4 separate regions of the Mus musculus genome follow, and regions 1, 3 and 4 are each linked to region 2. A link is a contact called in public HiChIP or PLAC-seq and promoter capture Hi-C data. All regions are on one chromosome and are shown on one strand. Each heading gives the region's core, a stretch centred on a gene start, on an enhancer-like site or on the middle of the called end of the contact. The rest is flanking DNA. Distances are from core to core; before and after follow the strand shown. Region 1 holds the start of Rbks (ribokinase). Region 2 holds the start of Rnf4 (ring finger protein 4). Region 3 holds the start of AI839979 (expressed sequence AI839979). Region 4 holds the start of Zfp512 (zinc finger protein 512).

Evidence for each region. Promoter capture Hi-C pulls out the DNA fragments that hold promoters and counts their contacts. HiChIP or PLAC-seq counts read pairs in DNA pulled down with a chosen protein or histone mark. Capture Hi-C pulls out chosen DNA fragments and counts their contacts.
Region 1: an H3K27ac HiChIP or PLAC-seq map of thymic regulatory T cells shows a contact between it and region 2, with 9 times the contacts expected there. The contact joins the promoter of Rbks here to the promoter of Rnf4 in region 2. A contact is called at or near these places in 1 of 39 promoter capture datasets (pre-B cells) and 1 of 115 datasets of contacts at active chromatin or transcription factors (thymic regulatory T cells).
Region 3: a promoter capture Hi-C map of liver shows a contact between it and region 2, with 4 times the contacts expected there. The contact joins the promoter of AI839979 here to the promoter of Rnf4 in region 2. A contact is called at or near these places in 2 of 39 promoter capture datasets (both in liver).
Region 4: a promoter capture Hi-C map of adipose tissue shows a contact between it and region 2, with 3 times the contacts expected there. The contact joins the promoter of Zfp512 here to the promoter of Rnf4 in region 2. A contact is called at or near these places in 1 of 39 promoter capture datasets (liver) and 2 of 9 other capture datasets (adipose tissue and liver).

The regions. Positions count from the first base shown.
Region 1 is chr5:31,695,311-31,701,137 of GRCm38.p6, reverse strand. It overlaps Rbks (ribokinase), which reads left to right and starts at 3,528. Exons shown (of 8, transcript NM_153196.1): 1 at 3,528-3,628. The coding sequence starts at 3,537. Babam2 (BRISC and BRCA1 A complex member 2) reads right to left here and starts at 3,088. Exons shown (of 12, transcript NM_144541.1): 1 at 3,061-3,088.
Region 2 is chr5:34,331,842-34,337,746 of GRCm38.p6, reverse strand. It overlaps Rnf4 (ring finger protein 4), which reads right to left and starts at 1,497. Exons shown (of 8, transcript NM_011278.5): 1 at 1,206-1,497. It also overlaps A830049F12Rik.
Region 3 is chr5:31,568,552-31,574,173 of GRCm38.p6, reverse strand. AI839979 (expressed sequence AI839979) reads left to right here and starts at 2,777. Exons shown (of 3, transcript NR_102275.1): 1 at 2,777-2,990; 2 at 3,255-3,374; 3 at 3,744-4,582.
Region 4 is chr5:31,450,585-31,456,545 of GRCm38.p6, reverse strand. Zfp512 (zinc finger protein 512) reads right to left here and starts at 4,110. Exons shown (of 14, transcript NM_172993.3): 1 at 3,969-4,110; 2 at 3,333-3,391. The coding sequence starts at 3,998.

The DNA of each region.
Region 1 (5,827 bases), core at 2,279-4,778, 2.6 Mb after region 2:
ATTTGAAGCAAGCTTTATTAAATATTGACCAGGACCATGGATACTGGACTGGCCCATAACTAAAACCCATGCTCAGAATATGGCTTCAAATAATAGATTCAATAAACAAATTAATCTTAAAATAACTCTAAAGAAATGAGTGAGGGAAGCAAAACTGAAGAAAAATTCATCAATGGAGAAGATATAATAGACCCTCAAAATCTAATAAGGTGAGGGCCCCGAGAAAACAGTTCAGTGAGTAAAGTGCTTGCTGAGCAAGCCTGAGCAAGCATGACTTCCACCCCAGCAGCTATGTAAAAAGCCAGCCTAGTGGCACACATCTATAACCCCAGCACTGCAGGTTTCAACTCAGCAGATTCCCTGGGCTCACCAGTCTAGCCAAAACCGTGAAGCCCAAAGTCAGTGAGAGACCCTCTCTCTAATCTAAGGTCAAGGACGATAGAGGAAGATACTCAACACTATCCTCTCTCCAAATCATGTACACACACACATATATATGCATACTCTATACACAGACATACCATGTACACACATGCACACAAATCATAGGGGTTAAATACAGCTAAATCTGGGGGATAAAGGTACTTGACACTTAAATTATAAAAACATAGGGCAGAGATTTATGCGTGTCCAGATATTAAGCAACAAAGACAAATTGAATCTTTTCAGTCTTTGATTTTCTGGCACTGCGAAGTCTTTACACTTGATAATACAAAAGCAATAAATCACACGTATGTGATTTGGATGTTCACGGAGCTGCAGGAGAGTGTGCACGAACTCCTAATAGGTGAAAGCTACTGCTTTAGAGGTGAATAAGTCAATTCAAATGACTACTGTCTCTCTCCATCTGAAAGATTAATCCCACAATGAAAGCAAATTCATTCCCATCCAGGTACAATTATGAGTACCTGCTGTTCTGGTTTCTAAGCACTGTGCCACATAAGAATTTATAAGCTCTGCTAAACTGAATGTTTGCTTTATCATTGTAGTTACACACACACACACACACACACACACAGTGACACCATGATGCCCCCCCCCGAAATATTTGTGAGGTGCTTAAGCTTTACACAGTATACTTTAGTCTCTACATGGTTGTCTTCTGACTCTTGGGAGCTGGCCTCCCCATACATTCTAATACATCTAACATGAGCAAATGTCTCCTTTCCTATATATAGTATCTATCATAAAAATACATATATCTTATAGCATGGCATGACTTATAAGTCACTTCCATATGCAGCCTTGCCATTCATCTTCACAGTCTGGTATAAGGCATGTTTCTAATTCCCACATTCCAGGTGACTTGGGTAACTGTTTCTGGACAGTAGGCTCACCCACACTATCACTTTGAAGACTTTTCTAAACTCCACAGTCCTGCCTGATGTCTGCCCACTATGTCACAGTTCCTGGAGGGGGATGCTCATTTACTTCACATTCAAAACACACAGAGTCATCTGAGAAGCAAGCAGAAGGATATCTTATGACAAAAAAAAAAAAAAAAAAACTGTTCCATGGTTTGTTTTTTTCCTCAGAGTATCTAATTTACACCAAATTTCTCCAAGAAAGAGAAATCAAACTAACACCTCACACATGATCTCTGTTACTCACCTCTCTGCACAAACATCCACTCCCCCCCCACACACACACACAGTTTCTTAATGAATACTGTTTCCATTTTGTAAATACAAAAGCTAAAGACCAGCCAAATCAAGTTACTTATTTAATGTCACATAAAGAACAAACAGAAGGACTGAAATTCAGGTCCAGAGCTCTCTCAAATTCCACTATTCCTATCCTCTTCTCAAGCATTAATTACAATGGCCACTAAAGAAAGCACCAAGGTGAATTTTTAAAGCATACACTTCGGTAAATATAAAGACAAAGTCACGAATTTATACACATGATTGCTTTACAGCTAGACACCAACTAGGCTCCTGCTGATCCAGTGTTGGTACTAGCCTGAATGATTCACTAATTAAATGCCAAAGGAAACAACCTTCTCCAGACGCCAAACCACACTAGTGATTATGAAAACCCATTCCACTTCAGCAACTGTCAAGACGTTAGGATCACACCTGAGGGAATGGATTTCTGTCTTTATCTCCAGAACAGCAGCTATAATACAAGTTTTTGACAGTGCAAGGTTTTGTGCAGCTTCAAGATGTTTCAGTAAGTGTGACTTCACTAACAAATGAAAGTTAAAAAAAAAAAAAACTATACTGACTCCAAAATCAGGAATTTGAAGAGAAAAAAAAAAAAAAAGATGATTCTTTGGTACAATATGCAGGGATATGGATTAGAAACACACACCTCTCCTTTACATATGGCACCATTATAACTGATTCCAGAGAAGCAGGAAATTTTGGTGACCTGCCTCTCTTGAATGCTTGTTTTGCAATTTGTATTTCCTGATTTTGATGTATTGCAGACGGAAGATGCAAATATATAATTTTTATAAAAAAATCTGCTGCCGCAAGATAAGGTCACATGAGGTCTTTTAGTGGGCAGGCTGTCTGGGGAACACAAAGACGTATAAAGCACCATCTAGGCTCTCGCAATTAGGAGAGGATGACAAACACGGAAACATGTGCCCCCGTTGACGTCATGGAACGGAAAGGGGTGGCCTCCTGCTGCATCACGTCCACGTCATATGGCGCACGAGGGAAGTTACTGTGGGGGAGCAATTTCTCCACTGGGCAACATCAGGGAGGGGCGGGGAGAGCGAATTGGTTCCGATCCAAAGAATGTCCACCCATTCTGAGGAGAATCTAAAGGGATCCAACCCTTTCTCCCAAATTGTATGATGCCCTCATCAAGTGCAAAAAGAGGCGGGCTTCATCAGAAACCAGGACTGAACGAGATACGTGGAGAAAGAGAAGCCTCAGATCTTGGGGGCGGCTCTTGAGGGAATCCGCGTGCTGTGGGGCGAGCGGGGCATCTTTGGAACGCGGGCCTTCTCTTGAAGAGGCTAGCTCTCTGGCCATACTCAAACATGGCTCTCTGCGCCACCTGTGCGACTGAGATCCAACCTCCCCGCACCAGCCCGGGTCCAGGTACCTGGAACTTAAGTCCGATCAGTAACCGGCGACTAGACGGGGTACAGGTTACCCGAGCGCGCCCCCGACCGACGCACCGACCTGCGCGCGAACCGCGGGCCGGATGCGTGCGCGCTCCCCCGGACGTCCCGCCCTCTCCGGAGCCGGCCGGGCGTGCGCGTCCCCGCGCCGAGAAGCCGGAAGCTGAGGAAGGCGACCGGGTAGCGCCTGAAGGTTCCCGGGAGCTCTGGCCTAGTGCTTGGCGCGCTCTGTCATTCTCGCCGTGGCGGCCGGGCCCTGTGCTTGTGAGGCGGGGCAGGAACACCGGTCCCAGAGGGATCAGGACTAGCCAAAGGCCGGAGAGATTTCGGGCATTTGGGAGGGCGACCGGCACAGGCGGGTGGAACGCCCGCGTCGTTAAGGAGGACGGGGCGGCGTCCCTGGTTACGGGGTCAGGCAAAGGGCAAAGGGCAGCGTCAGGGTTGAGCAGGATTAGTAATGGCGGCGTGTGGGGAGCCCGGGAGGCCCTGGCAGGAGGAGGAGGCAGCAGCGGTGGTAGTGGTGGGTTCCTGCATGACCGACCTGGTCAGGTTAGTGCGGGGCCGCAGCGCAAGGTCTCGGGAGGGCGAGCCACACTGTGGATGCCCGGGCCTCGGATCGGTGGGCACCCACCATTGGAACTTTCCTGAAAGCTTCAGGTTTCCAAGCACGACTTCTGAGGTGAAAAGGCAGAATTCAAGTTTGTGGAGGTCAATGACAGAGGAAGGGACAGGGATGGGGGGTGGGGGGACTGAATGAAAGCTTTGATAGACACCCCCACCTACGGGCGCCCCCAAACACCTGCACCTGTTTCCTTGGCCAGGCTGCCCCATGACATTTTAACCTCTGAGAACATGATGTACCTACTTCACAGGGTTGAGAGCACAAGAAGTGTTTTGTCCACCAGACCCAACTGGGTATTACTGGATTGAACACGTGAAAGAAGGCACTGAGGCAAACACCTTTTCACTCATGTTGGCATTCCTGCAGTGTTCCATATTTACAGTTTACTTTTATGTGGAAATGTAACCATGGGCCAACCTTTGTGGTGAACCTAAGTGTGAATTCAAAATTTAAAACACACACACACACACACAAACATGACAATTACAGCCACTAAAAACCTGACCAAATAGTGCTAAATGAGAATAGTTGAGTTAGGTCAGAGAGGTTGTAGGGAAGATCCTTCTGCTTTGTCGTCTGTTTTTATGAAAACAGCTTTCCAAGCAGATAAGCAATATACATTGTAGAAAAAAAAATAGTTCAGGTATTCCAAAAAACTCAGGCCATATAATTCTGTTTATGTTAATAACCATATTTCCCAGCAACTTAGTGTCATCGGTCCCTAAACTATTTTTCCAAAAGATAGCAGAGAACTTTGAAATAAGGCCTTGGGGTAATCAAAACAACCAAACCCTTTCACCAAACTACCTATATCTACTTTAAAAACAGCTCCAGGGGCCTCATATATCTAACTTAATCTTGCTTAAAACATTATAAATTGTTATCAGATTCATCAAGATGGCTATGAGGTAAAGGTGCTTGACTAAAGCCTAATGCCCTTCAGTTCCTGGAGCCCAGTATGGTGGAAGGACACTACATATGTGATGCATGAGTGTGTACACAATAGATAGATAGATAGATAGATAGATAGATAGAATAAATAAGTCTATGCTTTCAAATTACCAAACACAACAGAAAAGATGGAATTAAAAAGGAGACTGGGGCCGGGCGTGGTGATGCACGCCTTTAATCCCAGCACTTGGGAGGCAGAGGCAGGCGGATTTCTGAGTTCCAGGCCAGCCTGGTCTACAAAGTAAGCTCCAGGACAGCCAGGGCTACACAGAGAAACCCTGTCTCGAAAAAAACAAAAAAAAAAAAAGAAAAAGAAAAGAAAGAAAGAAAAAGGAGACTGGGAGAGGCAAGTTAATTGACAAAAACCCTGATATGTTGTAGGGACTACAGAAATGGCCTCAACAGTTAAGAGCATTGGATAAAAACCACCTGTAACTCCCATCTAAAGGGTCCCACACCTCCAAGTGCATTGCTTTCCTACACACAGAGTTAAAAGTAAAAAAATGATTTTTTTAAATGAAGCAATAACAGAAGAGCTACAAATAATTAAAGTTTATATAATTTTGTGTGTGGTGCTAGATATTGAACTCAGGTCCGTTGCATGGCTAGTAAATACTTTACTACTAAACTACACTTATAGCTTTTAATTTTATTATTTGAGACAGAATCTCACTAAGTTCCCCATGCTGAACTTGTACCATGTAAGTTAGGCACTTGACCATGCTATCTTGCTGTAGCTGGGATTACAGGCTTACAGCCCCAAGTCTGTCTCTAAATTCTAAATTTTCCTTTTTCAGAAATGTTTGAGCTGCTACCTTGTCCTAAGTTACGCTGAGGCAGGCATGATTTTCTGTACTGGAAGACAATATAGCTGGAGACCTTTGGTGAGGAGGCTTATGTGTATTTTTCTAGGGGAAGATGTCAGCACATCTTTCTGTAAAGCTCCAGATAGTAAAGATTTAAGTTTGGCAGGTCACATTTGGAAGTGTGAAAAGTCCTTTGTCTTCATTAGGATTTTATTGCTGTGAACAGACACCATGACCAAGGCAACTCTTATAAAGGACAACATTTATTTGGGGCTGGCTTACAGTTCAGAGGTTCAGTCCATTATCATCAAGGAGGGAGCATGGCAGCATCCAGACAGCATGGTGCAGGAGGTGCTGAGAGTTCTACAG
Region 2 (5,905 bases), core at 248-2,747:
GGCGGAACAACCAAATAAGCTAGGAAACAAAACCAAAACTGTTATTGAAATGGAGTCTCAAGTAGCCCAGGCTAGCCTCGATTCCACCTAGGACCGAACATATCCTCAGATTCCTGATTCTTCTGCCTCTACCTCTGAAAGGCTGGAATCACAAGCACTCTTCAAAGTACTTAGTAAGCAAGACAACTTTCCACTCATTTCACATCGAACTCACAGGCAAACCGGGACGCAAGTGTTTTCTCCAACCATTAAAAAGAAAAAGCACCAGGTGTGTGTGGGGTCTGGGCTGGAGAGAGGTTCCCTCTCACCATTGTCAGGAACAAGAGTCAATCTGCAGGCTGAAAGACCTCAGACTACCTCAGCCTTTGTGAACCTCGGGCTCCCCCAATTACTTGGGCAACCTAAACTAAACGGCAGACCGAAAAACTGAAGCTTAAAACGCCCAGGGGTAAAGTTTAAAAAAACAAAAAGCAGGAACGCCCATATCTGGACTCCTCCCCCGCCCTAATCAAAATGTGGACAATGGCGTCCACTGCGAACAATGTTAAAGGTTAAGTTTCCTATCCCTGTGTACAGATGTGGCCCTGAGGGAAGGGCCCGAGCAGGCACCGGGCTAAGGATGGAGGTCGCAATCGCCCGCTTGACTAACCATAGATAGAACCAAAAGTGGCTCCTGGAAGCCCAAACCCCATTCAGCTCCAAAGCCCGCAAGCGTCCTCGGCACTCTCGCAACTTAGATACGGCCCGCCACGCGGCCCGGGTGCCCCAGCAAACTCGCAGGCCTCCGGAAGGCGGGGCGGCGACGCGACCACACAAAGGCTGCGTCATCAGCAAGGAACAAAAACCTCGCTCAGGTTCTCTGCAATCCGCCCGCCCGGCCCCGAGAGTGACCTTGGGCGACCCCCAACCCTCGCCGAGCCTCAGTTTCCCTTCCTACTTGGCGAAAGAGGTTCTCCGGCCAGGCCGCGGGTTGGCGAGCGGATACCCCCACACAAGACATTTCCCTACTTCCGACGACGGCGCCGCTCCATGTTCCGACAACCGCGTGCTCTCCGGGAAAGAGGCGGCAGAGGGCCCAAGCCGGAGAAGCGCGGTTCTGCGAGAGGCGGGCGGCCACCAACCCCAGTGCGGGCCGAGAGGCCGCCCGCGCTCCACGCCCGCACCGCCCTGCCCCGCCGCTTCCATGCTGCGGAGCCCAGCCTTACTTGGAGCTGGGGTTTGCTGCCAGACGCCTCGGCTGATGAGCTCGGGCAAGGACGTACCGACTCCAGCCGCCGCTGAGGAGACCCGTTCAAGCAAGCCTCCACCGCCTCACGAAGACCCACTTCCGCTCGTCCGGCACCGGCCCGCCCTTCTCAGCCCTTATTGGCCTCTCCCGCCTTTTCTCCCGTGCTCTACCGGTTTAGGAGGATAAATTGCAATTTTATTGGGTGAGAAAACCATCTATTACCACTTTGAAATACACCTTCTTCCGGTCACGCCCCCCGCCTGCTTGCGGGAGCTTCCACTTCCCGCGAGAGTGCCGCCAGTCGCGCTCCTCCCACGAGAACTTGGCGGTGTCGTTGCTGAGGCGCGTCGCGAGCTTGCCCGCTGGGTGTTTGACTTTTCGTTTGGCTTCTGACCTGGTATACGGTGGCCCTTACGGCTGCATCTAGCCCTAAACCATAATCCGTACCCTTCTCCGTCTCCTCGGTCGTTAATGAGGCGTACCAGAGACTCGCCCAAGGCCCCAATTTTCTGCTGATCCACAGGCAACCAGGCCGGGATTCGCACCATAAGTGCCAGGCTCTTAGGCATGTCGGTCCCCGGACTCTCCCTCGCAGGAATCCCATCATCTGGACAGGGGGCTCACCTATACGTTTGGGAGGCCTACCTGGAGGAAGCTTGAGGACTAGACGAAAGAGAACGTCCAGTTAGACATTGTGTGTGCTAAAGGCGGGGGAAGGTAGAGCTGGGCATGCCCAGGAGTCTGCGGGTTAGCTGCCCAAGTGTGTCGGGGCAGAGGCGAGAAAGGCAGGACTCAGAACACAAGTCCCATGGAATGCAAAGAACGGCCTCGGGCAAGACCAGGGCCTGGAATTGGGTCTTAGGACATCTCATGTTACAGAATCTCTCTTACCTGAATCTGAAAACCAGTATAATAACTTTAGGCAAGTCTCAGTCCATTCACACCTATTACAGGTTATCCATTTTACCTACTTCTGCCGGTTAATAAGAATGTGAGTGCTAACAGGTAATACAAGTCCTGCTGCTCCTGGGCTAGGTGGAGGGATGGGTTTAGCAACTGGAAAATGATCTATCCATAGATAAATAGCAACTAGAAAGAAATAGATGAGGACCCTCAGACTACTTGAGCAGATGATTTGAAGGTTATCCTAAATGTGGTTGAATTGCTTCTGTGGGGATATAGATCCTGGAAGATTGATTAACATGGCGAAGCAGATCAAAACCCGACCGTTAATATTTTCCATATTACAATCTCTGACGTTTTATGGAATTATAAGAGAACTTAGGATAAAGTGTGTATGATAAATACATACCTGACTCCAGTGTAAAATGTGTTTTGATGTTTTGGGCATGCTTTCCAAATGTTATAAATAGGAATAAAGAGAACTTACATTTGTAAGAAAAATGTAGGTATTTCTTATAATTTTTTGAATACTTAAATCAGGTGAGACCAAAACAGGAATATATACCCTTATAGGTTAAAGGTTCTGTTTGCAGTTAAACAGTTAAATATTTCTTGCCAGGAAGTAGTGGCCCACACCTTTAATCCCAGCAGAGATTAAACTCAGGAGGCAGAGGCAGGCAGATCTCTAAGTCTGAGGCTAGCCTGATAGGCTAGTTCCAGGACAGTCAAGGCTATACAGAAACACTGACTCAAAAAACACCAAAAAAAGCGAGCAGTGGTGGCGCCTTTAATCCCAGCACTCAGGAGGCAGAGGCAGACAGATTTCTGAGTTCCAGGCCAGCCTGGTCTACAAAGTGAGTTCCAGGACAGCCAGGGCTATAACAGAGAAACCCTGTCTCAAAAAACAAACAAACCACCAAAAAAGTTTATTTGTCCTAAGTTAAGTCCTTGCAAGTTAAAGTTTCTATTTGTAATTAGTAAGTTTCTGTTTGTCCTATGCAAGTTAAGGTTTCTGTTTGTATTTAATAAGTTCCTGTTTGTTCTGTGTTACATCCTTGCAAATTAAGGTTTCTATTTGTTTCTATTTGTAATTACTAAGTTCCTGTTTTAGATCTGCTCTGAACTGCTTGCAACCTCATTCATATGATGTATATCCTTACCCTTCTTCTTCCCTTTAAAGGTCTTTCATCCCTCTGTTTGAGGATGTTGGAATCCCTGGAGCTGGAATTACAGTTGTGAGCAGTCAGTTCAAATCTTTCCAACTCTCATTGTATCTAACAGGGTTTAACAGTCAACTCTCTTGCCTCTGAACACCGTATCTCTCCCATAAAGGGACATTCAAGAGGCCAGCAGAGGCTGCTTTCTCAAATCCTGCAACAGCTGGCTTGCCAGTCCCTGGCACACCTTGAAGGAATACCCAGAAGAGCAGGGGTTCTCTTTTTACCTTGTTCAGGCAGCACAAACCACACCCAAACACTTGTTTTCAAAGAAAGACCCTTTATTAAGTGGGGAAGAAAAGTTAAAGGGACTGCTTTCTGACTTAGGATGAAAAACAGAAGTAAGTGGCCTTATAGGTGTAATTTTAAATTTTAAATTTTTAATTTTATATGTAAGTACACTGTAGCTGTCTTCAGACACTCCAGAAGAGGGAGTCAGATCTCATTATGGTTGTGAGCCACCATGTGGTTGCTGGGATTTGAACTCAGGACCTTCGGAAGAACAGTCAGTGCTCTTAACTGCTAAGCCATCTCTCCAGCCCCCAGATGTAATTTTTTAAAAGATTTTATTTATTTTATATATATGATGAGTACATTGTAGCTGTCTTTAGATACACCAGAAGAGGGCATCTGATCCTATTACAGATGGTTGTGAGCCACCATGAGGTTGCTGGGAATTGAACTCAGGACCTCCAGAAGAGCAGTCCGTGCTCTTAACTACTGAGGTATCTCTCCAGCCCTATAGGTGTAATTTTTTAAGATGTGGGAAAAAAGGGGGAAATCTATGTTAGAATGGGCTAGGATGTGGTAGTATATTTTAATTGGAAATGTTAATTAGGTGAGCCAAATGGGGCTTTTGATTACTGGACTTCAGTATTTTTATAGCTCTATCTTCGTAATCAGCCTCAAGAGGAGAAAGTAACCAAATAAGGGAATGGACCTTGGGGGCTACCTTTAGGAATGTAATCTAATGCTTATTAGCAAGGCAGAGAGGCTGGAGAAGGACAAGGCTGGCAGAGCCACCCACTTGAGTGGGCTAATGACCCTTCACACTCCAAAATACAGCTTGATTCTCAGGTTTAACAGGCAGGCAACTGATTCTACATGTCGAAATGCAGCTCAAAATGTCTAAGGAAATTTCAGTTTATAAGCAGGCCATACGAGTCTAATCAAAATCCTAGTTAAAGTGACCAAATTTAAAAATACAATAAGATTAGTAATTTGAGCCGGGCGTGGTGGCACACGCCTTTAATCCCAGCACTTGGGAGGCAGAGACAGGCAGATTTCTGAAATTTGGGGCCAGCCTGATCTACAGAGTGAGTTCCAGGACAGCCAGGGCTATACAGAGAAACCCTGTCTTGAAAAACCAAAAAAGAAAAAAAAAAAAAAAAGAAAAGAAAAGAAAAAGATTAGTCATTTGTTCTTCTAGTCTAAGAAAAGGGATTTTTTTTTTTTTTTTTAATGGGAAGGGGCTTTTGGTTTTTTTTTTCAAGACAGTGTTTCTCTGTTTACGCCCAGCTGTCCTGGAACCAAGCTGACCTCCAGCTCAGACACGGGCCTGCCTTTGCCTCCCAAGTGCTATTAAAGGTATGTGCCACCATACCCATTGTGGGTTTTATATTTGTAATCTCTTTGGTTTTTAGAGATAGGGTTTGTAACATAGAACAGGTTGGTCTCTAACCCGAGATCTCTTGTCTCAGCTTCCTGAATTCTTGGAATATTTGAAATTTTTTTAAAAGATTTTTTATTTATTTTATGTGTGAGTACATTGTTGCTGTCTTCAGACATGACATCAGATCCCATTACAGATGGTTGTGAGCCACCGTGTGGTTGCTGGGAATTGAACTCAGGGCCTCTGGAAGAGCAGTCAGTGCTCTTAACCACTGAGCCATCTCTCCAGCCCTGGAATATTTGAAATTTTACACATTATTTTATTTTACTTTGTTGAGGCTTTGTTGGAGATTTCATGTAGTCTGGAACTCAATTTGTAGACCATGCTGGCCTCAAACTTCTGCCTGCCTTTACCTCCCAAGTGCTGGGATTAGAGAAATGTGCCACATCACCTGACTTATTTACTTACTGAGTGCATATACATGTACCACAGAGTACTTGTAGCAGTCAGAGGGAGGCTTGTCTAAGTCGGCTCTCTCACTGTGTGGGTCCTGTATGGTCTGAGGATATGGAAGCTTATAAGAAGTGTTTGTGGTCCAGGAAGGTGTTCTGGGGTTGGTAAATCCAAGTTCTGAGGGTAAAGGATGTGAGAGAAACAAACAAACCTGGACTGTGATAGGAAAGTGTTAGGATAATAAGGGAGGAATGAGATTTGTTGGGGGGAGGGGGTTGTCTAGGATGGTGTTTTGATTGTTGGTAAATGCAAGTTTAAAGGATTTGTCTTTTTATGAATTTAAAAGATTCTTGTAAGCTTCAGGGAACCCACTCAAATCCATCTCCCACAGGTCAAGTGGACTCCAGCTAAGTACTGTCAATCAACAGCCTGTTTCCCTTCCACCTGCCTATTCCTGAGGGTGAGGTCTTTTCCCTGGTCCCAGGACTTCCC
Region 3 (5,622 bases), core at 1,528-4,027, 2.8 Mb after region 2:
ATTGTTTCGGCCTTTGGGATTCTGTAGCTGATAACATTTTGAAGTCAGCACATATATGTTAGCAAATTTCGTGAAGATGGAATGACTCAGCCTCTTACCTGTACAAGCTATTCTTACTGTATATTTTTCTTTTCATTGCCAGGAAGGCTTAAAGAAAACAGCTTCAATTTCAATGTGTGACCACAATGTTTATGGTTACACCTTCTGACCTATCTGCTCTACTACAGACTCACAGTGATAACCATGAGTATGTCCTGATGTCTGTCAAGACATAACCGGGGACTATGATCGGGAGACTAAGAACCTTAAACAAAACATGTTCAAAGTCCATGGAGAGGATTATGGGAAGGGCTTCCTTTAAGTCATGTTTAGCTATTTATAGTTACCAGGTATTACTGTAGTTAGAAAAATGGCCAGATCTAGTTAATCTGGAGGAAAGAAATTGCAAACAGTAGCACCCCAGTTTCATTTGCAAGAGTGAGCTGGACGTGGGCTTTAGAATCCTACAGAAGCCTGACATGACCATGAGTTTTCTGTCAAACTGAGGAATCATCATTTACATGAGATAATGTCTTTAGAATCATAAGACTACAAAAAAAAAAAAAAAAGAAAAGAAAAAGAAATCATAAGACACTAACCCTAAAGTAACATCAAGGCGTTCAGGCACCAGCATTGCACATGTGTGTGGGTGGTGCACTAGGATAAATGAATCCATCCTTCTGCAGAGAGTGCTGAGGGCACACAGTGTCTGACACTGGCCCAAGCACTTGTTTTCACTAGAACAACTGCTGGTGGGGTGGGGAGGTACTCAAACAAGTGACAACAAGAATATGGCATTGCTGTCCTTGCTGAGGTGGTGGCTGCTTCTGTTGCTGCTGCTTTCTTCTTCTTCTTCTTCTTCTTCTTCTTCTTCTTCTTCTTCTTCTTCTTCTTCTTCTTCTTCTTCTTCTTCCTCTTCCTCTTTTTCTTCCTTCTCCTTCTTCTCCTCCTCCTCCCCTTCTTCTTCTTCTTCTTCTTCTTCTTCTTCTTCTTCTTCTTCTTCTTCTTCTTCTTCTTCTTCTTCTTCTTCTTCTTCTTCTTCTTCTTCTTCTTCTTCTTTCTCTCTCTCTCTCTCTCTCTCTCTCTCTCTCTCTCTCTCTCTCTCTCGATATATATCAGGATGACCTTGAATTTGTGGCTATGCTCCTGCTTCTGCCTCCAGGGTGCAGAGTACTGGGATTGCAAGCATGTACCATGATACTTAGCTAGAAATTTTTATTTGTTTTTTGAGACTGGGTTTCTTTATGTAGCCCTGGCTGTCCTGGAACTTACCATGTAGACCAGGCTCCAATTCAGAGATCCACCTGCTTCTCCATGCTTTGCTTTGGGGATTCTTCTCTTTTCTCTTCTTTTTTTTTTCTTCTTTCCTTTTAAAATGTATATGAGCACACTGTTGCTGGCTTCCAACATATCAGAAGAGGTCATCAGATCTCATTAAAGGTGGTTGTGAACATATGTGGTTGCTGGGAATTGAACTCAGGATCTCTGGAAGAACAGTTAGTGCTCTTAACTGCTGAGCCATCTCTCCAGCCCCACCTAGGGAATTTTTAATAATTGAAATTACCCAACATATGTAATGGAATGTCTCATGCTTACATTCAGAAAAGAAATAATAAAAAACAAATCTTGTTACGAAGAAAACCGGGTATGGAAATACCAAGTCAATGAACTTGGTCCAAGTTCAAGGTCAGTAGAGGGGCTGCACTCCCTGTGCCTCGATCCCAGCCCTTCTACTCTTACAAACATGCAGCATGCCTACTACTCCGACTTTTCTTTCCTTTGTTTTTAAAGACAGGGTCTCACTATGTAGCCTTGGCTAGCCTGGAACTCACCATGTAGACCAGGATGGACTCTTAACTCCTAGAGATCATCTGCCTCTACCTAGTGCTAAGATTAAAGACATCCTCAGTGTCCCCCATCCTCCAGTGTCCCCATCCTCCAGTGTCCCCCATCCTCCAGTGTCCCCCATCCTCCAGCTCACCTGCTGCATCTGAGTTCCCACTGTAAAGGAGATCACAGATGTTTCCCCACTCGGGGTTGGTGAAGGTTAAGGGGAGCATCAGAGAGACCTTAAGTCTGGTTCTCACCGACTTTATACCTTGCCCAATGGCACATGCCAGCATGAGAAACACGGAAATTTGGCAAACCATGCAATCTACCAGGAACTCAGCTGTGAAGGGAGAGACAGTCCAAGATTGCCTGCAAAGTTTCTGCTTCCTCTCAAGCCCTCCAGAGGCCCCAGAGGAAGGAGTCCTGACCCTGCCATCTTCCTTAGACTCCAGGGCCTCCTTTTCTCTAAAGAGGCGTGGAGGGTGCTGAGTGTGGGGTGAAGGGGAGATCAGTGCAGCCAGGCTGCAGTCAGGCACAGGAGGCTGACCTTCAGTTAGCTGCTGCTAGACTGAGCTCCCACTAGTTACCTAGGAAGGCACCCAAAAGCACCGGGAGGCTGGGGGGCGGCGGGTTGGGGCAGAGACCACCCAGGAGAAATGAAGGGCTTGGTGTGGGGAGGGAAAGGAGGAAGCGGGGTGGGGGCAGTATCAGAGAAGAAGGGGCACTAGAGAGTGAGGAAAAAAGCAGAAGTCATTGTGTGGGGAGAAGGTTGAGGGATGATGCCGAAAAAGAGGAAGGGGTCAGCGGTGGCGGTAAGACTTTGGAGAAGGAAGGAGAAAGTCGAGAGGGAGGGAAGAGGAGGCGGTCCTGATTCTCCACTTTACTGCCCATTCCTTCTCCCTTGCTGAAACATCCAGCCGGTGCCTTTGTGGCCTCTTGGGCTGGGTTGCAATCTCATGCCAACCCGCTTGCCGGTTGTCAGGAGGCCTCTGGGGAGGACGCTGCAGGAGCCTCAAACGCCACCTACTCCCGGCCTCTCTCCCGGTTGATGTTTCTATTTTGGGCACCACATTATTTCCTGCTGTGATTTTTTTTTTCAGGCTTCTAATTCAGGCTCTGAGGTAAGCTGTGACATCCGCTCGTGCCCGCAGGCCCCTCCCGCACACTGCTTGTCCTCCTGGGGCGCGGGCACCCCTCAGGCCCAGCAGCAGTCCAGCCACTGCGGGGAGTCTTGGCAGGGCCTGCCTAAAAATAAGCTTTCGGATTTCCCCTCCCCCTGGTAGGGCAAAAGGAGGCTAGCTGGAATAGATTTCTAGGCAAGGATTTGAGGGGGTGATGGAGTGAGGTTGACAGGGACCTGCTATAAACTGTGCCATTGTGCCTAGGAATGGGAGTCCAACGCTTCCGTGTCCGAAGTCTGTTTAACTATATTTGGACAATGACCCTTTAGAGATGCTGATAAAGGCTACACAGAATCCCAGAAACTGTCCACAACAAACTCACAGGTAGGTTCCTGGTAATTTTGGGTTTGTGCACTTCCTTGAGTCGGGGAGCCCTTGTTCAAAGCCCTGGGTATGCATGGACGCCTCCCTCCCTGATCTCTCCTCTCAACCTCAGTATGCCTCATTATATTTAATCAATATGTGCTTAAAAAGAAGAAGTCTCTGTATGTGCAAGTACTTCAAGCACAGGCAGATTATAAGCTATGTCCTTAGGGAAACAACAGCCTCTTAAAACTGTCTTCTGGTTTACTCCCAAGGACCTGCTGGCCATCTGGCAGTGAGGGCACCCACTGCATTGGGTTCTGGCAGATTTAAGTTCCGAACTCAATTAAGTAGGCTCTGTTTTTGTTTTTCCTGACTTCTCTCTCACAGCAGACAAAATGGTAAAGCTCCCGGGAGTCTCACCCATCCCAGTCCATGGGGGTGACTTTAGCTGAGACTCCTAGCAGTGAGGATATGGAGCCTGTTGTGCTTGTAGACAGGAGCCTAGCATAACTCCTCTGACAGCTACCCAGCAGCTGACTGAAACAGATGCTGAGTCCCACAGTCAAACATTAAATGGAGCTTGGGGACTCTTGTGGAAGAGTTGTGGGAAGGATTGCAGGCCCTGAAGGAAATAGGAACTCTACAAGAAGACCAACAAAGTCAACTAACCTGGACCACTAGGGGCTCCCAGAAACTGAACCATCAACCAAAGAGCATACACAGGCTGGACCTAGGCCTCCTTGCACATATGGAACAGATATGTAGCTTGGTCTTCATGTGGATCTCCCAACAACTGGAGCAAGGGCTGTCCCTGAATCTGTTGCCTGCCTGTGGGTCCTGTTCCCTTAACTAGGCTGCCTTGTCTGGCCTCAGTGGGAAAGGATGTGCCTAGCCCTGCAAAGACTTGATGTACCTAGGTTGGGGGATAACCGAGGGAAGAGGGAGGGTTCCATCTTCTCAGAGGAAAAGGGGATGGGGGACTGTGTGAAGGAGGTACGGGGAGAGGGGAGCAGCAATTGGGATGTAAAGTGAATAAATATATATATCAATGAATAAGTAGGAAAAACGATCAAGTTCCTCACATGGCTGAAAGTGAAAGAGGCAGCGTCTTTTAAAAGGTCTTGGTCACTGGAGGTTTTTTTTTGCTTTTGAATCACATGCACCTTGTCTGCTGTTGCCTTTATGAACATGTAACATCCAATAAATTTTGTTTTTTAAATCTTTATCATATTTTATTTGTGTGTGTGTCTGTAGACCAGGGTGGCTTCAAACTCAGAAATCCTCCTGCCTCTGCCTCCCAAGTGCTGGGGTTAAAGGTGTGCACTGCACACACACACCACCACTGGGCCTGGCTAATTTCTAGCCATACTACTTACTAGGAGGCAGAAACCCTGGGAGGTAACTAAGTCTCCCAGGAGACTTTCAAGAATAGTATTAGGAAAATGGCTTGAGAGAGCTTGTCTACTTTGTAAGGATCTGCTGGTGCCTTGAAATCTTGGACTTCCCAGTCTCTAGAACCTTGAGAAATGAAATTCTATTTAAAGATTACTCAACCTAACGTATCTTGTATGAGCCACCCAATGACTTGAAACAGGTACACTGAGCCCAAATTAAGGAAGTGATGTAAGATAAGCTATTTCTAGAACACTGAATGCGGACCAGGACCCGATCTCCAGGAAACTAGAGTGGCTCATTATGACATTACTAGACCTTCAAGTAGGCTTGCTCTTGACTCTAGATCCTCCATTTCCCACAGGGGTTCTCCTCCTAGCTCTACATGGGCACCAATCTGCCTGTATCTCCTTGGGAACTCTCTAGGGCTCCCATTTGCTTGTGACCCTTCACATTCTGATGGGCACTCTTGACTTCTTATCTCCCCTGACTTTTTATCTGGCCCACTTTAGTCTCCCTCATTAAAAAAAAATTAATCAAGAAATGCCCCTCGCCAAAAAGCAGGCACCCCAATTCCAATGCCTGGTGGGACAAGGCAGGTCATGAAATGGGTAAGTGGGTAAGGCAGACCAGGTTGGGGGTGAAGTGGCATTTAGACCCCAGGTGCCTAGTCTAAAGGGTACCAGCTACTTAGCTCCTCTTTATTTCAAGCCTAGTGTTAACCGATCTCCCAGAGTTGTTTGCTTGTGCTCTGGTTTGGTTTGGGTTTTTTGAAACAGGATTTCTATTTGCTACAGTTCTGCCTCTGCCTCCTAAGTGCTGGGATTAAAGACATGTACCACCATTTTTAGCAAATTTAGTTTTTTAGAAGTAT
Region 4 (5,961 bases), core at 2,861-5,360, 2.9 Mb after region 2:
CATGATTAGTGTCTTTATAATTAATCACTGGTATAGCTAATCTCAGCTTCTTATCACAGATGAGAAGGTTAGCCTGTTTTCAACTCTTTTTGGATTAAGAATTTTTTTAAGGGCTGGAGAGATGGCTCAGAGGTTAAGAGCACTGATGGCTCTTCCAACGGTCCTGAGTTCAAACCCCAACAACCACATGGTGGCTCACAACCATCCGCAATGAGATCTGACACCCTCTTCTGGTGCATCTGGAAACAGCTACAGTGTACTTAGATGTAATATTAAATAAATCTTTAAAAAAGAAATTTTTTATCTTTTTATTTATTTTTATTTATTTATTTTTTAAAGATTTATTTATTATATGTAACTACACTGTAGCTGTCTTCAGATGCACCAGAAGAGGACATCAGATCTCATTACGGATGGTTGTGAGCCACTATGTGGTTGCTGGGATTTGAACTCAGGACCTTCAGAAGAGCAGTTGGTGCTCTTAACCACTGAGTCATCTCTCCAACCCCCAAAAGAAAATTTTTAAAATGATTTATTTATTTTACATATGTGAGTTCACTGCTGCATCTTCAGACACAACAGAAGACAACACTGAATCCCACTGTATATGGTTGTGAGCTGCCATGTGGTTGGTGGAAATTGAACTCAAGACCTCTGGAAGAGCAATCGGTGCTCTTAACTGCTAAGCCATCTCTCCAGCCTGGATTAAGAATTTTTACGAGCCTCTATCCCAGTGGTTCTAATTGTGTGTGTCCTAAGATCACTGAAAAACACCAATATTTACATTATGATTCATAACAGTCACAAAATTAGTAGTGCAGAAGCAAAGCAAATAATTGTATAGCTGGTGGTAACCACAACATGAGGATCTGTGTTACAAGGTCCACAGCACTGAGAGAAGGTTTAGAACCTTCCCATATGCCCCATAGCCCATTCTTCTAAGTTCAAATATGTAGACTTAATTATTTAAGAAGAAGCCTTCTGGTTGGTCTCAGCATCTTTTGGAGTCTTTTTACAGAATAATACACTCCATGCTTTCCCTCTCTTTTTAAGTCTCACTTTAAATCATCAGCTCTCAAACTTTGCAGTCTCCTTGGAAGATAATTAAGAATAAGTATTTCTGGCACTGGAGGCAAGGCTCAGTGCGTAAGAGCACTTGCTCCTGCAGAGGACCTGATTCTATTCCCAGCACTCACAGGGAGCTTCACAGTCACCCATCACTCCAGTTCCAGGAGACCTGATGGCCTCTTCGGAGCTCCATGGGTCTGTGGTGCACAGACATCCATGTGAGAACATCACAAACACTAAATAAATCCAAAGAGTTTTGAGTGAGTTCTCCCAATGACTCCAATTCTGATTAAGAGACGGACCCATTTGCCTTCATTCTGCTTAACAATTTTCTTTCCATAATTCCTAGAAAAGCTGATGAATGCACTCATCTTGTGGAGAAAAAAAAATATGTTCCCAATTACTTTTCACAGAAGGTAATTCTTAATTCTGTATTTAAGATCAGTTCTTCATTTAAGCGCAAACCCATTCATTTTGTTGGTAATGTTAGGTCTCGGTTCAGAAATTCCCAGTTTTTATTCGGTTTATGAATCCAAAATCCAACTGTTGCCAAAGACAGAAACCTGTCAACACACTGTTTCCACCTCCCCCTCTGAACTCTCACCTCCTCTCATCGCCTGCATCTATAATATAGTTACAATCACACGCTATGTTTCGCATACAGTTACGATCATAGGCCACATTTCACTTTCTTCCTTAGATTTGAGCAAAACAGTCTTGGTACCAGTTTTCACACTTCTTTCAATCCATCTCTTCAAAGGTGACCTTTCCCTTCCAGGATAATTACAATTGCAACACCTTAGCATGCCCTAAAGGACCTGGCTCCTGCTACCCTTTTTTTTTTTTTTTTGTATTTTTTTCTTTTTCTTTTCAGATTTATTTACTATATGTAAGTACACTGTAGCTGTCTTCAGACACTCCAGAAGAGGAGGTCAGATCTCATTACGGATGGTTGTGAGCCACCATGTGGTTGCAGGGATTTGAACTCAAGACCTCTGGAAGAGCAGTCAGTGCTCTTAACCGCTGAGCCATCTCTCCAGCCCCCTGCTACCTCCTCTTAATGACGCCCTGCGATATCCTCCACGCGCTATCATCCTCCATGCCAGTGTCACACAGCTAGGTATTATAAACTTCTATCAGTTCAAACACTGACTTCATGGGACAGGAGGGTGGGACTGCTCAGTCTCTAACTGAATTATTCTTCGACCTTCAAGCCTCTGTCTTTGCGTGGACTATTCTGGTAATACTGAAATCATCCCTTTGCTTCCCAAAAGTGGCATTAAATTCCACTATAGGAATATTTACTAGCAGTTGCACAAATTAAAAGCGTAGCACATGCCTGTGATCCCGGTACTGGGAAGGCTGAGGGCAGAAACTGCAAAAGTTAAAGTCCACCCTGGCCGACACAGTAAGCTCCTGGTCAGCCTGGGCTACATAGTGAAACCCCATCTCAAACAAAAATACAAGTGTGTGGTGGCCCAGGCCTGTGATCCCAGCACTCAGGAGACAGATGCCTGAGGACTACAAGTTACAGGCCAAGCCAAGTGTCACAGGGAATTTCCAGATAGTGAGCCCCTACCACAAAAAAACAGTTTTTTCCTATTATACTGTATTGTATTGCCGTGATTACCCAATTCATCTGTTGAACAGACAGCTCTGTTGTCATGCCTGGGTGCCCAACCTACTACACAGCTTGTTCAGAGCAGACATCCCGTAAGTGTTATCTAAGTGAATGAACTCACCCCGGAGGTCCAAGTTAATAAAATCTTTCTTTTGTGTTAGCCATGGCAAAACTTAGCACATTCATTACACAAAACAATAAATCAGGGCTGCAACCAAGTAGCTTAGAAATGTAAAGATTGCTTATAGCTGTTTTTATTTCCCTCCCCAGTCCATCAAATTAATTATGAGCACATATTTGATATGGGGGGCAGAGGCCACGCAGGAATACCACTAACTGAAACACACACTCCATTTTTATTAGACTGCATCTTTATTGCAAGCCAGGTTTTCTTTCCCCCACACTAGGATTTTATCTGCACTGTCCAATCCCGTAGCTACTACCTACAGATGGTTATTGAAGTTTTAGTCCATTAAAATGAAATAGAATTTGTAATTCGGTTCTTCAATTGTACTAGCCACATCTCAAGTGCCCCAAAGCCATACCTGTCTGGTGGCTATGATGCTCCACAGTGCAGACACAGAACATCTTTAGCAGCACTGTCTACACCATTACAAAAATGTCCTCAGAAAACCTCACTTACTTCTTAGCTCCCACGATCCTGGTGCTCCTCTGCTGCTTAAGGGATGTGGGTCCCGGGGTCTAGCAAATCACAAGCACAGGAGTGAGTGCTAGGGACCTTTGAAGCTCATCCGCAAAGAGATGAATCCCCCTTGTGCCTAGATGTGAAGCTGTCCCGAGCAACTACTTCAAATGGACTGAAGGAGACACTTTTTAGGAAACCTGTGCCATTCTATTTATTCACAATGTAAAGACGGGTTGACAATACCAGAGTTTTCATCTTTGTCCATTCTCAAAACCCTATCCTAGATAGAGGCTTGAAAAGAAAAGACGAGGAAAAAAAAAATATATATATGATATATACATATGTATCATATATATATTAAAAGAAACGGGAGGCACTGGGGATGCTGAAGGAATATAAATAATTACAATGTGTCGAGGAACTCAGTCCAAGGATACGAGGACTAAGCAATAAAAATAAAAATGGGAAGAAAAAAGGCGGTAAGTGGATCTGATATAAAAGGGTGGGGCCTAGGATTGGCTCCGGAAAAAAAAAAAAAAAACAACTCTGAGTACAAAACAAAAGCAAAGGACCGCGTGTTCTCAGCTCGACAGTTCTATTTCTAAAGTATAATGGTCACACCAAGAAACTCACGGCGGTGACTGCACCGAGTCTGGAAGACATCACTCCCCCTCCACGCCTAACAATTTCACCCAAGGGCTCCGGACAGACCAACGCCACTTCCGCTCTCCTCGCCTCTCCCGGATGTGGTCTCAGCGGCGACTAACCCTGTTCTGAACACCTACTTCCGCCTAGCTGCTTCCGAGGGGGCTGCGGCGGGAAAGGAGTCACGTGATAACTCTTCTTCGGCTTCCATTGAGACCCCGCCCCCATAGCAACAAGGGAGTAGGCAGGCCTTTGGGGCGTGAAGGTTGGAGCAAATGGGAGGAGTCTGAATATTTAAGGGGTCCTCCCGAACTAGCGTTTGCACACCTACTCCCACCCATCCCACAAGTGGTTTTACAGATGCAAACGAAATTCAAATCGCCCCTTTATTGATCTTAAATTAAAGACCCATTCTCTTCTCCTTCCCTCCCAGATATCTCTTTCTTTGCTCAGGTGAGGGACAGAACTCTCCTTATCCACTAACTTCTGGCCTCCAAACTTGTCTAGCTTTTGGATTTTTTTTTTTTTTTTTTTTTTTGGTGCGGTCCCTGAAAGACATGAACACTTTAGCCAAGTTACATCTGGATCTCTCCAGCGGATGAGTCTGGAACAATGCCTGTTCTTAGAAGAAGTGGGCTTGATCCAGAACTATGTCCTTTCCAACCAGAGGGAACGGAAAAGGATCTTTCAGAGAAATTACCATGGCTCCTTTCTGAATGACTGCCCAGTGACGTCCACGAGAGACTGAGATGGCTCGTTTTTGAGGGACTGAGGCATCTCAGAGAATAGAGAGTCTGCTGACTCCTCCCTGAAAGACTGTGTAGACTCTTCTTCACAGAAGGAATGTGCCCTCTTCTCTCTAGAAGTCTACAAGGGCTTCTCCCTGAGGGACTGTGAAGGTTCCTTCCTGAGGGACTACAAGGGCTCCACCTCAAGTGACTTCTAGGGCTCTTCCCTGAAGGACTTGGAAAGCTACTCCCTGAGGGATTTTGAGGACTTCTCCTTGAGGAACTGTGGCCTCTCCCCTTAAAGAGACTGTTATGTCTTCTATCAAAGAGCTATGATAAGTTCTTACAGAGGAACTAAGACTGTTTCTCTGGGAGGGACTTTAATGACTCTGATTTCATCAAGGAAGTAAACTCAGCCCCGGTACAAGAGACAGACACATGCTCAGTGACTTCCTGGAATATGTCGCTGAACTTTGAACTAGTTTTCTTGACTCCCAATCTACTACCAGAGTATTGCTGGATTATGGAAGATGTTGAGCAGAGTGTTGACATCGTTAAAGGCATTCTTTTCTCATTACTGTGACATAAAATATGTCTCTGAATATAGTTTTTAACCACTGAAGTCTGAGAAACAGTCCTTGAAACCCTTTCTAGCAGGCTTTGAGAAAATACCATTAGTTCAGCTGGAACCCCAAAAATTAAGAATAGATTGGTAGATGTCCATAGTGGAGCCTTCTGTTACAAATGACTGAAAACAAGGCTTCCTTTCCATAGTGGTTCCCATGACATTCCCCAGCATTAGCATACTGGAGAGGTATTTCCTAGGTAGTCGCTGCCTACAGACATGACTTTCCCAGACATTCTGTTGTATGCCCAGGAAAGAACCGATAGAGCTTCTTCGAGCCCCTAATCCAGCCTGAAACTCCTCTGTTAGTAGTTTGAATGAATATGAAGAATACCTCTGGAATTCCTCCATTTGGCCCTTTTCAATTCCTTTCTTAGATAAGACATTAATATTCCAGATCTCAGGATATGGGTTTCCCTTGGTGTCTCCTGTCTTATCAGAGGGTAGATTTGGAAGGACCAAGGGACGAACTGAAGATTTTATTATAATAGTGTCTGTGTAGGACTTTGAAGACTGCAAAATTCCCAAACCAAGGTTTTCCATACCAAAAACTCTTGAAACTTCAGGCGCCACAGAACCCTGAAGGTGCCCTAATTGGGTTGTTTTATCAACGCTTGAAAGAAATGGG